Regions from separate parts of the Gossypium hirsutum genome. Here region 2 is linked to region 1. The links are chromatin contacts, called in public Hi-C maps. All regions are on one chromosome and are shown on one strand. Each heading gives the region's core, a stretch centred on a gene start, on an enhancer-like site or on the middle of the called end of the contact. The rest is flanking DNA. Distances are from core to core; before and after follow the strand shown.

What was found. Hi-C and Micro-C count contacts between places; a contact is called where the count stands out from the background.
Region 2: a Hi-C map of leaf shows a contact between it and region 1, with 1.9 times the contacts expected there. The contact joins the promoter of LOC107948137 here to the promoter of LOC107945873 in region 1. A contact is called at or near these places in 2 of 34 Hi-C or Micro-C datasets (both in leaf).

The regions. Positions count from the first base shown.
Region 1 is chrA06:91,675,853-91,682,240 of Gossypium_hirsutum_v2.1, reverse strand. LOC107945873 (secretory carrier-associated membrane protein 3) reads right to left here and starts at 2,674. Exons shown (of 13, transcript XM_016880030.2): 1 at 2,338-2,674; 2 at 1,868-1,930; 3 at 1,221-1,355; 4 at 1,064-1,126; 5 at 894-927; 6 at 583-705; 7 at 293-355; 8 at 106-199. The coding sequence starts at 2,403.
Region 2 is chrA06:91,950,177-91,956,564 of Gossypium_hirsutum_v2.1, reverse strand. It overlaps LOC107948137 (vacuolar protein 8), which reads right to left and starts at 4,121. Exons shown (of 1, transcript XM_016882604.2): 1 at 1,881-4,121. The coding sequence starts at 3,679. The coding sequence ends at 1,964.

The sequences.
Region 1 (6,388 bases), core at 1,425-3,924:
AATGTGAACAGCCAAATTTAAGGAAATGACAACGAAACTTTGCAGTAGAGGCAACCCAAAAACTGAATTGCAATATTCAGGAAAAGAGTGGAGTATGTTAAGTACCTAAAAGCACGATACAGCGGCCGATACCACAAAATATAGGCTCCTGGAACCCCTGCTATGAAGTAGATGATAGCCAAGAACCAGATCCTCACAGCTAAACAAAAACAAATACAGTCAAACACAACACAATCTAACGTTATATATTCAAAGGAAAACATGAAATATGGAAATGCATTTCTAAACTAACCTTCTCCTTTGATCCATGCGGTAGTAACAGCTACAATGTTCCACAGCAGGCACAGAAACAACCCTGCATAGAATCAAAATACATTACCAACTATCTGTAACCCATGGCTTACACAAAATCCCTTTCCAGCTAAAGAGTTTTTAAAAAGAAAAAAAAATGGTACAAATAATCACCCAATGGAAAAACTCATTGAGTACAGCACAAATTTTCTTTATGGACAAAAACGATGACATATGCATAGGTGCACCAAGCATAAGAACATAAGGTGAAAAAGCCTAAGAAACCCTTACCTAAAAATGTTGAAAATGCAACATACTGCAATCTTTGTAGATGAACTGGTATGTCATTTGCAATATCATGATGAATGATTGGAAAAAATGGGGGCCAATTTTTCTCTTCCAAAGTAATTCCAGCTGCAAAACAGGGAAGTCAAACTCTAGCTCATGGAAGAAATGTAATAGTAACTGACCATAAAAGGAAATAGAATCAGGTCAAAATATTTTTGCAAAAGAAATGTAGTCTAGAACAGATTTTGAAACTATGAACAAACTCAATGTTTTCTATGTGAATAGTCAAATTATAAAAAAGTAATGAAAGGTACCTCTTGCTGCTGCCTCTTCTTTCCGTCTCACTTCCTGCATCGAATAAGCTTATCAGTAAATATTGTGGGATAAAATCATTTATAATGTGTCGGCGGGAAACAAAAATAAATCTATGATTCTGTAGATTAAGAATGAACTCTTAAGTTATAAAATTTCTTCCACAATATACCTGCTCCCGCCTTCTCAGTTCAGCCTCCTTAGCCTGAAGTTCCTTCTCCTTCTTCTTCAAATCCTAGATTTAAACAGAAAAACCAGAACAGGGAGATCAAATGCTTAAAAAACTATTGGAAAAGGCATTTAGAGACTGGTCTTCACTCTTCACTAACCTGATAACTTGATCCTCCTGAAGCTGTATCAAGAGGGATGTCAATTGTTGCCTCATGACCATAATTGAAACCAGCAGGTTCAGGAGGTAGTGGTGAAAGTCTTGAGTTTGATGCAGGTGGAGCACTTGGAACATTCTGAAAATTTATTGATAATAGGCGTTCAAGAAGCAAGTATTATTACAAGGCAAAAGGTCCAGTTTACTGATGTTTAGAAGCAATACTAAAAGGTCAAATTAGACATGACGGAATCATGACAATATAGCCACAAGCAACCTATTTTTTCAGAACTTTGATATATGCAAGCTAGCTCAAACTATCAGCATCAGAAAAAGAAGTAAGTTTCTAGGTTAATCACTAAGATTTTACTATAGAATTCCTAGCAAATTAGCAAAAGATATGGAATTTCAGTGTGATCAAGAGATTAAATAGTGGTAGTTTAGCACAACATCATCACCTCAAGTTATGGTTTTACATAGCATAAGTTACCTAGGATCCATGTACGTAAACAAGCAAAGCCACAGCTAAATTTCACATCTCACATCCATTCTAGTCGGAAATATGTCCTAAGACAGTAGCCATTTTAACATCGAACACTAAGTTCTGAATTAAATATTCCCTTGAAACTTTATAAACAGGGATTTAGTTACCTTTGAAAATAGACCTCCACCAAATTTAGACTGGCCAGATGCCTTCCCTCTCACAGCTGGATCCTGGTAGAAATTATTCAAAAGAAAAAAATCATAATAAAACTGATGTCTGCTAGCATCCGTAAACTAACTTAGAATTGACAGATAATACACCCAGCAAGGCATCATAGTCTTCATCTCTAGGATTATATAAGTTTGCTACTTCGTTAAATGCATGTTCGGTGACAAGAAAACATGAAGTCAATGAAAGGAGCACACAACAACCAAGTAAAATACTTCCCATAACCGATTTCAACCAAGAATTTCAGATCAAACTGAAACCCAACAAAGCAATCAGGGAGTTAAAAACAAGTCAACCTATAATCTGCTAAAGAGCTGGCTATGGCTACCATAAACTGAACTGCATGAACCCAACCCAAAACATCATCAAATAACAGAAACAAAGAAAGAGAGAGAAAAGAGAAACTGACCGAGAAAGGATTAACTTCTTCTTCTCCTTCTTCAGCGAACGGGTTTTCATCGAAACGACCAGCCATCACCTTTTTAAGTTTTTTTTTTCTTTTTTGATCTATATAAACCTTATAACAATAAATTAAAACTGAAAATGGGAGAATAATACAAGGAAGATGAAAACTAGAGAGGAGAAAAAGAAGAAGAAGCTTGGAGGAGAAGAGAATGGAAAAACTGAAAGGTCAAAGGAAATTTGGGGTCATGAATGAAGTTCTAGAGAGAGAAAACGTGGTTTCCCTTGGGAAGAAGAGGTAGAGATAGAGAGGGGGAATGAGAAGTTGGACTTTTCGGTTAACAGTCAGTTTTGTTGAATATAATAAATATATTGTGACGAAACAGCGGGAAAAAACATTATTCTCTATTTGGTTAAGTATATTTTATTAAATTAATTTTCAAGTGTGTAAATACAGAAAATTAGAAGTGTAGATAACATAATTTTTCTTTTTCATATGCGTGCATGATGGGAGAGATGGAAAATTTGAAAGAAAATTACTTTTAATTTTTCTCCCTTTTTTGACATAAGTGAAAAATAGATTTATTTTTTATTTCATTATTTTTATATATTAGTATAAAACACGATATCACTTTTATTTGTTTTCTTTTCACTTTTCTTCTTAATCGAACGCACTATTTTTTTTTTCCTTTCATTCTTCTCATCTAATAGACAATTAAATCAGGTTTGAGAGCATATGGAAATATTTTGGTTTTTGACAAAATGAAATTATTAGTTATTAGAATAATTTTTAAAAATTCTAATATATTTTTAGTGTATTTTTTTAAAAAATTTATTAAACTCTATTAAATGCTAAATTTCTTTAAATGAATTTAAGTTTCAAGGATATATTTCAAAATAAGGCTTCAACCATAAAATGATAAAATCAATATTTACTATTATTTAAGTATTTTATTAAGTTGTCGTTGAGTCTCAGCTCGATTGACATGTGTATTGTCGTAACATAGGAGCACGTGAATGAAGTAAATTATTCTCCTATTTATAGGCTGGGAAGGGGTTACGGGTAGTTTCAAAAATTATATTAAAAAAAAGCATATATAATCAGAACCAATATTTTATTAAGTTAGTGTTACACTTGATTGGGTCATCAACTCAATTATAAAATTATAAAAATACTCATGTTTTTAGATTATAATTAATATTATTATGATAACATTTTTTTCACACATTTATATAGTTTTTAAATAAAAAAATTATAAATTCAAAGCTTAAATACACATTAAATAATATTAAAATATAAATTTATTACCACTTCACTTTTATTCAAATAAATTTTAAAAATAATTTGAAATTTTAGTTTAATATAAAATATTGAGTCCACACTAATATTAAATTTGATTCTTAATCGAAAAGGCTCTTCTAAAATAGGTATTTGTTAGAAACATTTGAAGGAGTGGATTTGGCAAAAATCTGCCAACCCCATCCAAAGTCACTTTCATCTCTAACAACCACCCATAAAATATTTCAATAAAAAATTATGTATGAATTCAAAATTATTTATTATTTGCACTAATATTTAGAATAAAATTAAATAAGATTTAAATATGAAAATAAAACTCATATTCATATATTAATTTTCTTTAAATTAATCTATTTATATTTTTAATTAAAAAGCATGAAACACCTACCTCATTTTTAGTTTTTTTTTAATAAGTAAATATAAATTTAGTATAATTTGTAATTTTATCTAAGCCGTCAATTTAATTATAAAATTACAAAAATGCTCATTGTTTAGTAATGTAATACAATTCAAAAAATTTTGACTATCAAAATAATCTTAAAAAAACATAAACAATCAATTTTCGGGTTTTTTTTACATGAATAATACAAAAAATTTAATTATGGAAACGAGACATGTTGTAGATTATTTGACTAAATTAACAATATATGTCATTTTTTTTATTTGGCCTTTTAGGCTTTTTTTTAAAAAAAATTAGGGAAATAGGTCAATTTTAGAGATAGAAAGGGAAGTCACGTCCAGCTGAGCGCACTTTCCTCCTCTGTCCTAGGGTTAAAGTGTAACACCCACAACCCATTTCCATTGCCAGAATAGGGTTACGGAGTATTACTATACATATCAGAACTTTTCATATCAATTGTCATCTAATTATAAAATAAATTTCATAAATACATATATGATTCATAATGAAATAGAACATACATTTACGACTTTAAATCGAGCCTTCGAAGCCCTAAAAATAGGTTAGGAACATTCAAGGACCAAATCAGAACATTCAGGGAAAAATTGAAATTTTTCATTATAAGGCTCACACGGCCGTGTGTCTAGCCTACACGCTCATGTGCTCAACAGTGTGCTCACCCATGTAACTCACTAACTTGGGCGACATGCTCGTGTCTTAGCTCGTGTGCCAGCTCATGTGAACCATGCATCTAACACGCTCAAGGCACATACCCGTGTGGGCTACCCGTGTGCGAGACACGGCCGTGTGACAGTCCATGTCCCAAGCTGTGTATGTGTAAAAATGACCAAACCTAAGCCTATTCTTCATGCACTTATATAGGTATCTATACCAACTCATTTCACATATTCACAAGTCTATAAACACACTTTAAATCAACCAAAACATGTCATTTCTATTCATTTAAAACCAACCAAAGTATCATGTACCAAACACATTATAATGCTCATGCTACTCATTATCAAACAACTATCTATAAACCATAATATACACCAACTAACACATTCCAAACACATCATTCCAACTTAATATAACACTTACCATCTAGACCTCCTACTTAAGTTTACTTAAGGTTAATAATCATATGACAAAGTCTACCATTCATTAATCAAGTACAAAACATCACACATAGCCATAAATTATAGCATAATAACCATTTTCCCTACTACATGCCATATAAGCCAAATGTTTACAAAATCTACCAAAAGAGTCTTCGGGATAGTGTGATTTACAAAATCTACCAAAAGAGTCTTCGAGATAGTGAGATTCTACGAGTTGATCCGATCTCTTGACCACAAAATGTAATCTACAAAACAAGGACAAAGCACGAGTAAACTTACTTGAACCTTAGTAAGTTCATTAAATCAAATGATAAATATTACCAAATTTGACATAACAAATCAAATTATGAAATTAAATAACAAAGTTCCTGTCAATCATAGCTCACAGCAGGTGAGTATTGTTTAGTATATTAATTCAAATCATATTTTACAGTAATCATTTAGTAAGATCTCATTTCAGGTAATTTCAGGGTATCACTCATTCGAGTTAACTTTAAAATTTTGATAGACTCACGATGCTGCTCACACAAGCTGTAGATAATCCGCAACACATGCAAGATCTCAAGTTATCGCTACGGTCTGTACCACCAGTATATAGTACCTAATAAATAATCACCAAATCAAGGCTTGATAGACAACACCAGCTCAAGGCCTGTTAGATAACATTGGCACAAAACTTGATAGATAACATCGACTCGAGGTTTGCTATTCAGAAACATCATATTTTCACTTATTCATTTATTATTTATTCTCAAATCATTCAATAGTTAAGTTTAACATTGGATCTAATTATAATAAACATGTAATATATATAGAATCATTGCAACATAAAAGAAATATTACGAACTTACCTGACGAAACTACAACACGATAAGGTACAAGGACTATTTTGTAACTTCTTTATGCCTCGATTTTCAACCCATACTTGATCTAGAATAAAAATTCCATTCAATCAACTAATTCTAACAGTAAAATTAACTCATTTTATGTAATTAAGTCCTTTTTGAAACTTTTACAAAATTCCCCTAATATTTTAGTTTTTTGCAATTTAGTCCTTAACTCAAAACATGCAATTTAACCATTTTTATTCAAATTTCAGCTTATCCGAATATTCAAGTGCCTTTCTACAGCCCAATTTTGCAATTATTTCACGTCAAGTACAAGTAACTTTGTCATTTTAACATTTTAGTCCTTAAACATTAAAATCATCAAAAACTACTTTACAAAATTATCCTAT
Region 2 (6,388 bases), core at 2,872-5,371, 270 kb before region 1:
ACATTATTGATGAAAATTTTTAATTCCATAAGCAGAATTCATGTGAACCCCATTTGTTTGCTCAGATTTTGCCTATTATAGAGAGGTGGTTGTTATACACTTATAATAATATATTGTTATAGAGAGATAATCATTGTAAGTTTATCCTAGATTTCATATTATGAATCTCCATCAAATAAAGAAAGTAAGAATTATGTTAAAAAAAGAAAGAAAGAAAGTGAGGACCCAAATCAACAAGATTAAAAGATGTATAACAAATCATGTATTATTACATTTATGCATATTTTATTTTACATTTTTCACATTATTAATTATAAAATTCATAAGTCTACCAAGTTCAATTAATCAATATGAATGATCAAATTAAATTAAATAATTTATCATGAGTTACTAAATTCAACTAATTAATTTATAAGTTTATGATATCCTAAATTTATAGTAGAATATTTAATTAGGGAGCCTAATAGTTTTTTGAATTGACATATTTAATTTTTCTCATTAGAGATTATTTTCATATAATAAAACATGACATTTAATCATTTTATTGAAGTAATGTTTTAATTAATATCATTTTCATTCAATAGATGACAAAGAATAGACTTGCTTATATAAAATACTATGATTTTACTTAAAAATTTAGACCATATGTTATTATAGAAATTAATTTAATAAAGAGAGTACTTCATAACCATGAACGCTATTGTTATAGGGGGTTAAAATAAAATATAAAACTTAATTCTTCTAGATTATAGCAAAATATTATTGTAAAGAGGGTTGACTATGATTTACAACATCCTAAAATGTAGGTGAAAAAATAGCCCCAAAGTAATTAATAGGCTTCTATTAAGGTGACCAAACTTCAATCGATAGGTGAAACTCTCAACAGTCTTAGGGTGAGTTTGGGGCGGTGGTGCGATACGTTTAGCTTATTTTTGTCTTACGTTACAGTATCGTTACAGTATCTAATCTTACCGCTTCTGCTATTTTTACACTGATCACAACTAAATACACCGCTCATCGAAACTTACCCTCAATAAAATATTTACATGCAATGTGAAGGAGTGCCAAAAGCTGGTGAGGTCAGTAAATGAGATAAGCGTGAGTGGGTGAATCTTTCTGCTTCGTTAAAACCAGCGAGCATTTCGTGTTGTGTACCGCACCACCACAAATGAATATCTCCACCTCTTTTTGGTATTCACCGCCATTCCTCTAATAAAGACTCACCCGCTCTTTAACTGCGTTGCAGTAAAAAATGTGTGAAAAACAAGTTGAACCATCACATCGCCTTACATTTACTCTGCTACATTTATGGTTTCAGTTTTTTAACCATTGTCTTACCTTCTCAATCAATACCGTCTAAAACCAAGTTGGCTAACCAATTGATCAATTTCCAGGTGTGAGTGGAACATTTGGGCTCAATTTCCAGACTCCAAACATAGGCGACCAAAACGAAGTTGGCTAACCAATTGGCATTAAATGTGTGTACCCTACAAATGGTTAGGTCTCAACACATTGGGCCATGAAGTTTCTGAATTGGTAATGCCTAAAGAACCTGTCTCAACACTGTAGTTGATAAGATTGTGATGTTTGACAAACTAATACTATGTAAAAAAAAAATCGTAATTATCAAGCCTTATATCAGAATATAGAACTGCCATAAAATGGAGACAGTGTTGAGTGTTGGCTAAAAGCCAAGCAAATAGTGACCCAACTTTCATCTATCGCTATCCCCTTTGTCCCACATGGTCAGGAGACAAGCTTGTTCTCCACTGTTCACATGTCATCTGGGTTTTCCCATATACAATGCTTCCAAATCATCTTATAAACTACACTTACTTTTATCATATAGAATCCCCATATTAACTAAAATAACTGCAATATCAAACAAGTATCTTATAGTTAAAATCTTATGTTAATGTACAGTGAAAACAAAAACAATCTAATAAAGAAACAAAAATTACATTCAAGAATGCCAGAGGCGGCTCAGAAAACTACGAAATCTATTGGTAGATAACTTTCTGACAAGTCTTTTGGCGTCAGAGACTTGTGCTTCTGCAAGTTTCTCTATGTATTTTAGGTAGCCAGAACTGGCTATTTTTCTTCTTCCACTGTTGCAACTTGTCAATGACACTAATATAGAGAGCAAGAGCTGTTTATTACCTGAAATTCCTTCCTCTTGATCAAGCAGTCTAAGAAGGAAGTGTATGTTTCTATCATCTGAAATAAATCTATTTCGATTTTTAGGGACTGAGACCAAACTGGAGAGTGCTTCAATTGCCCTTTCACGCACTTCACATGACTTAGCATCCAACAATTTGACAAGCTCTGCCATGAAACCAGCATCTCCCATTGTCTTTCTGGCCTCATCTGATGTCCCACAAAGCTTAAACGTCAACTTAAGTGCCAGTTCTTGAAGGGAAACTTCGCCATTGCGTAGGAAGAACAGTAAATGATCCGTGAATCCGTAATTCATCAAGGTGTTTATGCAGTTTTGTGAAGGGAAACATAGATTCTCTATTGCTCTCAATGCTACTTCTCTTGTTTTCGAAGAGGTTGATGACTTCGGATCCGAAATTCGTAGTAATGCACGAACTGATTCCTCCCCAGAAGCTACGTTTTGAAGCAACTCCATTGAATTAATCAGCACGATTTCTTCTTTTGATCTTGTTAGCTTGATGAATGTTGCAATAGCACCTTCTTCGACCATAAACCTCTTAATCTCTTCAACACCAACAAGGTTTCTCAACACCCCACAAGCAAGACCAATTAGTTCCCCTCCAAAATCACCGCTTGAACATATTTTCAAGAGTGCCGTCACCCCACCATGAGCTGAAACAGACCATGCATTGTCTGAATTTACAGTCAATGTCTGAAGACACCTAACAGCTCCTTCTTTGCCCAAATTACTGCCGGTTTCCAAAATCCGATTTAAAGGGCCAATAATCCCAGCTTCAACTAAAACCCCTTTATACAAATCAAACCCAGAGATTAAAGATACAATCTTTGAAGCTTCTTCTTGAATTTCCATCTCTGGTGAATCAAGAAAATCGACCAACAATTTCACAATGTCACTAACTTCAAGTGCTACAAGTTTCATGTACCTTTCATCTTCAGCCATAAGTTGATATAAATTCACCAAGGACTGCCTTTTCATTTCTATATCACCAATCTTCATCCTTGTCAACAAATCTCTTACATAGAACCTCATGTCATCTTTACAAGCACCAAAACCAGGCCTGGAAACAACGATGGCGAAACCATGGCTCAGAACCCCAGCAGTGTAAATCCCTGAAAGATTCTTTACATGGAGATCAAATTTTGCAACCATCACATCAAGGTCATTTTGCATCAGGAGCTTTCCACTGTAAGAAAGATCCACACATCTTCTCCCGAGATCATAACACTCGTTTACAGTTGCCAAAATGGAAGGAACCACGTCAGAGAAGGCCGCTGCGTTTTCACTTGAATCACAGTTTCCAACAGCCATCAACCCAGAACTCATCTCTTCTAGCTTCTTTCGAATGAGTTGCCATTTAACATTAAAAACTTTGATAGAATGTGAAAGAGAAATCAAAGAAGATATAACCTGAACAGCCTGCTTGATACTAGATTTCATTGCACTGAAAGATTCTATTGAATTCTGGTGCTGCTTTTGCATTGGTTTCTCTTCTTCTCCCATTTTTTTCCCCTTTTTCTTCAAATTCAATGCTTGCTTTGAAGGAAGGAATCTAACACTGTCTAAGAAGAGAGAGAAAGAGGGCCACTGACTGCAGATATCTAATCTAAAGTTATCTTTTCATTTTGCAGCTGCAACTGAAATGGGGGTCTTTAATTTTATATTTAGAATAGAGGGCTGACCGTTTAGGTGGTGTAACAGTGACAAGTCAATAGGATGAAGATAAGGGTATAAATTTCTGCCATAATAACAAGGGTTAAAACTTAAAAGGGTGGCTGAAGCTCACAGCGTGAAAAGAACTGAGGAGGGAGATGGTTAAAAGGAAAAAGAAAAGTAGTGTATCTGATTCTGATCAGTGATAAAGGACTTGAAAGGTTTCATCTCTTTATTGACGATTGTATTTGTAGAACACTGTACATGCATGAATGGGGTTTTGCAGTGGGTTGCTGTGGGGGCACCTATCAACAATAAGGTTTCTTTAAAATCTCATCAGATCTCATGAACTTTCTATTTACTTTTCCACCGTTTCAATTTAATTGTATTGTAATATGTACAAGGTAAGAAAATGAATTTATGATAAAAATTTGAATTTTGATATAACGTAAATCAGCCTTAATTGGATTGTAATTCGTACGAGGTAAGAAAATAAACCTTAATTCTTAATTAGTCAAATGTCATCATTGTTTGTCCATAATCAAATCAATCAACAAATCTTGTTGGCTCATCTTTCCCACGTTAAATGTTAGTTTCTTTCTTCCATTATTTTTGGAGCAATTGCCCATATTTTTCTATAACTGCCCTAGATTTGATGAATATGTCAAAATAAAAGAAAAATTAAAGAAATAGGTTATTTTATAATATATTTAAAGAAATAAATTGATTTTTAAACACGACGTTTTTTTTTTCTTTTCAAAATCTGCCAAATAGAAAGTGCAGTGATTTAAATCTAAATCTTTTACATATCACTCCAACTTAGATAAAGATGAAATGGTAGAATGAAAAAAAATAAAAAAGCATCTACTATTACATAAAAAAAAACTTTATTTTAGATTTAAAAAGATTCAATTAAGTTGTTTTGAATTTTTCTTTATTCAATTGAGTCTGAAACTAATAAAATTGATCAAATAAGCTTTTTAACTGGCGTTTATCGTTAATATTTAACTGCAACGCTAATATGGCTGTTAATAGATACCATGCCAGCGTCGATTGATGACGTGGTGGTGCTACATCAACACCAATTGTTAACGTGGTAGTGTCATGCCAGCAAAATAAAAAAAATATAAGAAAATATCTAAATTTATATTTTTAAAATAATTGCAAAATAAATCTAGATAAAGAGGTGTCGACAAGTGATTGTCTGTGTTCATTTGAACGTGGACACCTATTTATCTAGATTCATTCTGTAATTATTAAAAAAATAAAAAAAATCATTAAAGTTTACTAAAATTTATAAAATTTATTAGAAATTATTTAAAAATCATAAAATATATTAAAAATTATTAAAAACCATAAAAATTTAGAAAAAAAGATTTTTTAAAATTATAAGAAATTAATTAAAAATCAAAAAATTATAATTATTTAAATTATTTTTATAAAAATTATATTCCTCATTTTGATTAAATTATTTGATTAATATAACTTGTGCAAATTGAAAAATGAGAGGCAAAAATATGACAAAAAACTGTTAATCTTAATTTTATGATATAAGTTGTTGATCTTTTTTTATTTAAAATATAAAAATAATAAAATAAATTTTACAAAATTTATAAAATTGTCTGATTTTTAATTAATTTATAATATTTTTATAAAATTTATTTTTTTTAGTTTTAATGATTTTTTTATTTTTTATAATTCCATAATATATTTGATAAATGGGTGTCCAAATTCAAATGAACCTGGACAATTGTTTGTTAAATATGTACTTAATTTAAAAATAATTTATATTTTTTTTTCGGTGATGTGGCTCTATTATATTAGCAATCGTTGCTAACGTGACATTTATTAACGGCCATGTTAGCATTGTTGTTAAATACTAATAGTAAAAGTTAGTCAAAATACTTATTTATCCAATTTTATTAGTTTAGAGGCGTGTAAAAAAATTGAAAAAGCTTAATTAATTTTTTTGGCTTAAGGTGTAAAAAGTCCTCAAACTTAAAAAAATAAAAAAAATTAAACACCTCATATTTTTTTGCACTCAATTGAGCACTTCAACTTTTAAAATGCATCAAAAAGGTCCTCGAACTTTTTCAAAAAAATCAATTAAGCCCTTGATTTTTTCACTCAATTGGGTACTTGAACTTTCAAAATACATCAAAAAGACCCTCAAAATTTTTCAAAAAAGCAATTAAGCCCCTGCTCTTATTAAAAATTAGAAAAAAAATTGTAAAAAAATTATTATAAAAATCATAAAAAATAACGACCGTAGCTTTTTTCAATTAAAGTCATCACATATCACAACACAGCATGACATGTGGTGAAAAATGATAAAAAATAAAAATTAATAAAAGTTATAAAAAAATTATAAAATGTTTCTTTTGGTACGATACTTTTTATAATTTTTTTACTAAATTTATATTTCTTTACATTTTTGTATAATTTTCTTACGACTTTTTAAAAATTTATAATTTTTTTATATTTCTATAAATTTTATAATCTTTTACAATCTTTATAGAATTTTACAATTTTTTTTATATTTTTTCTAATTTTTTCTAA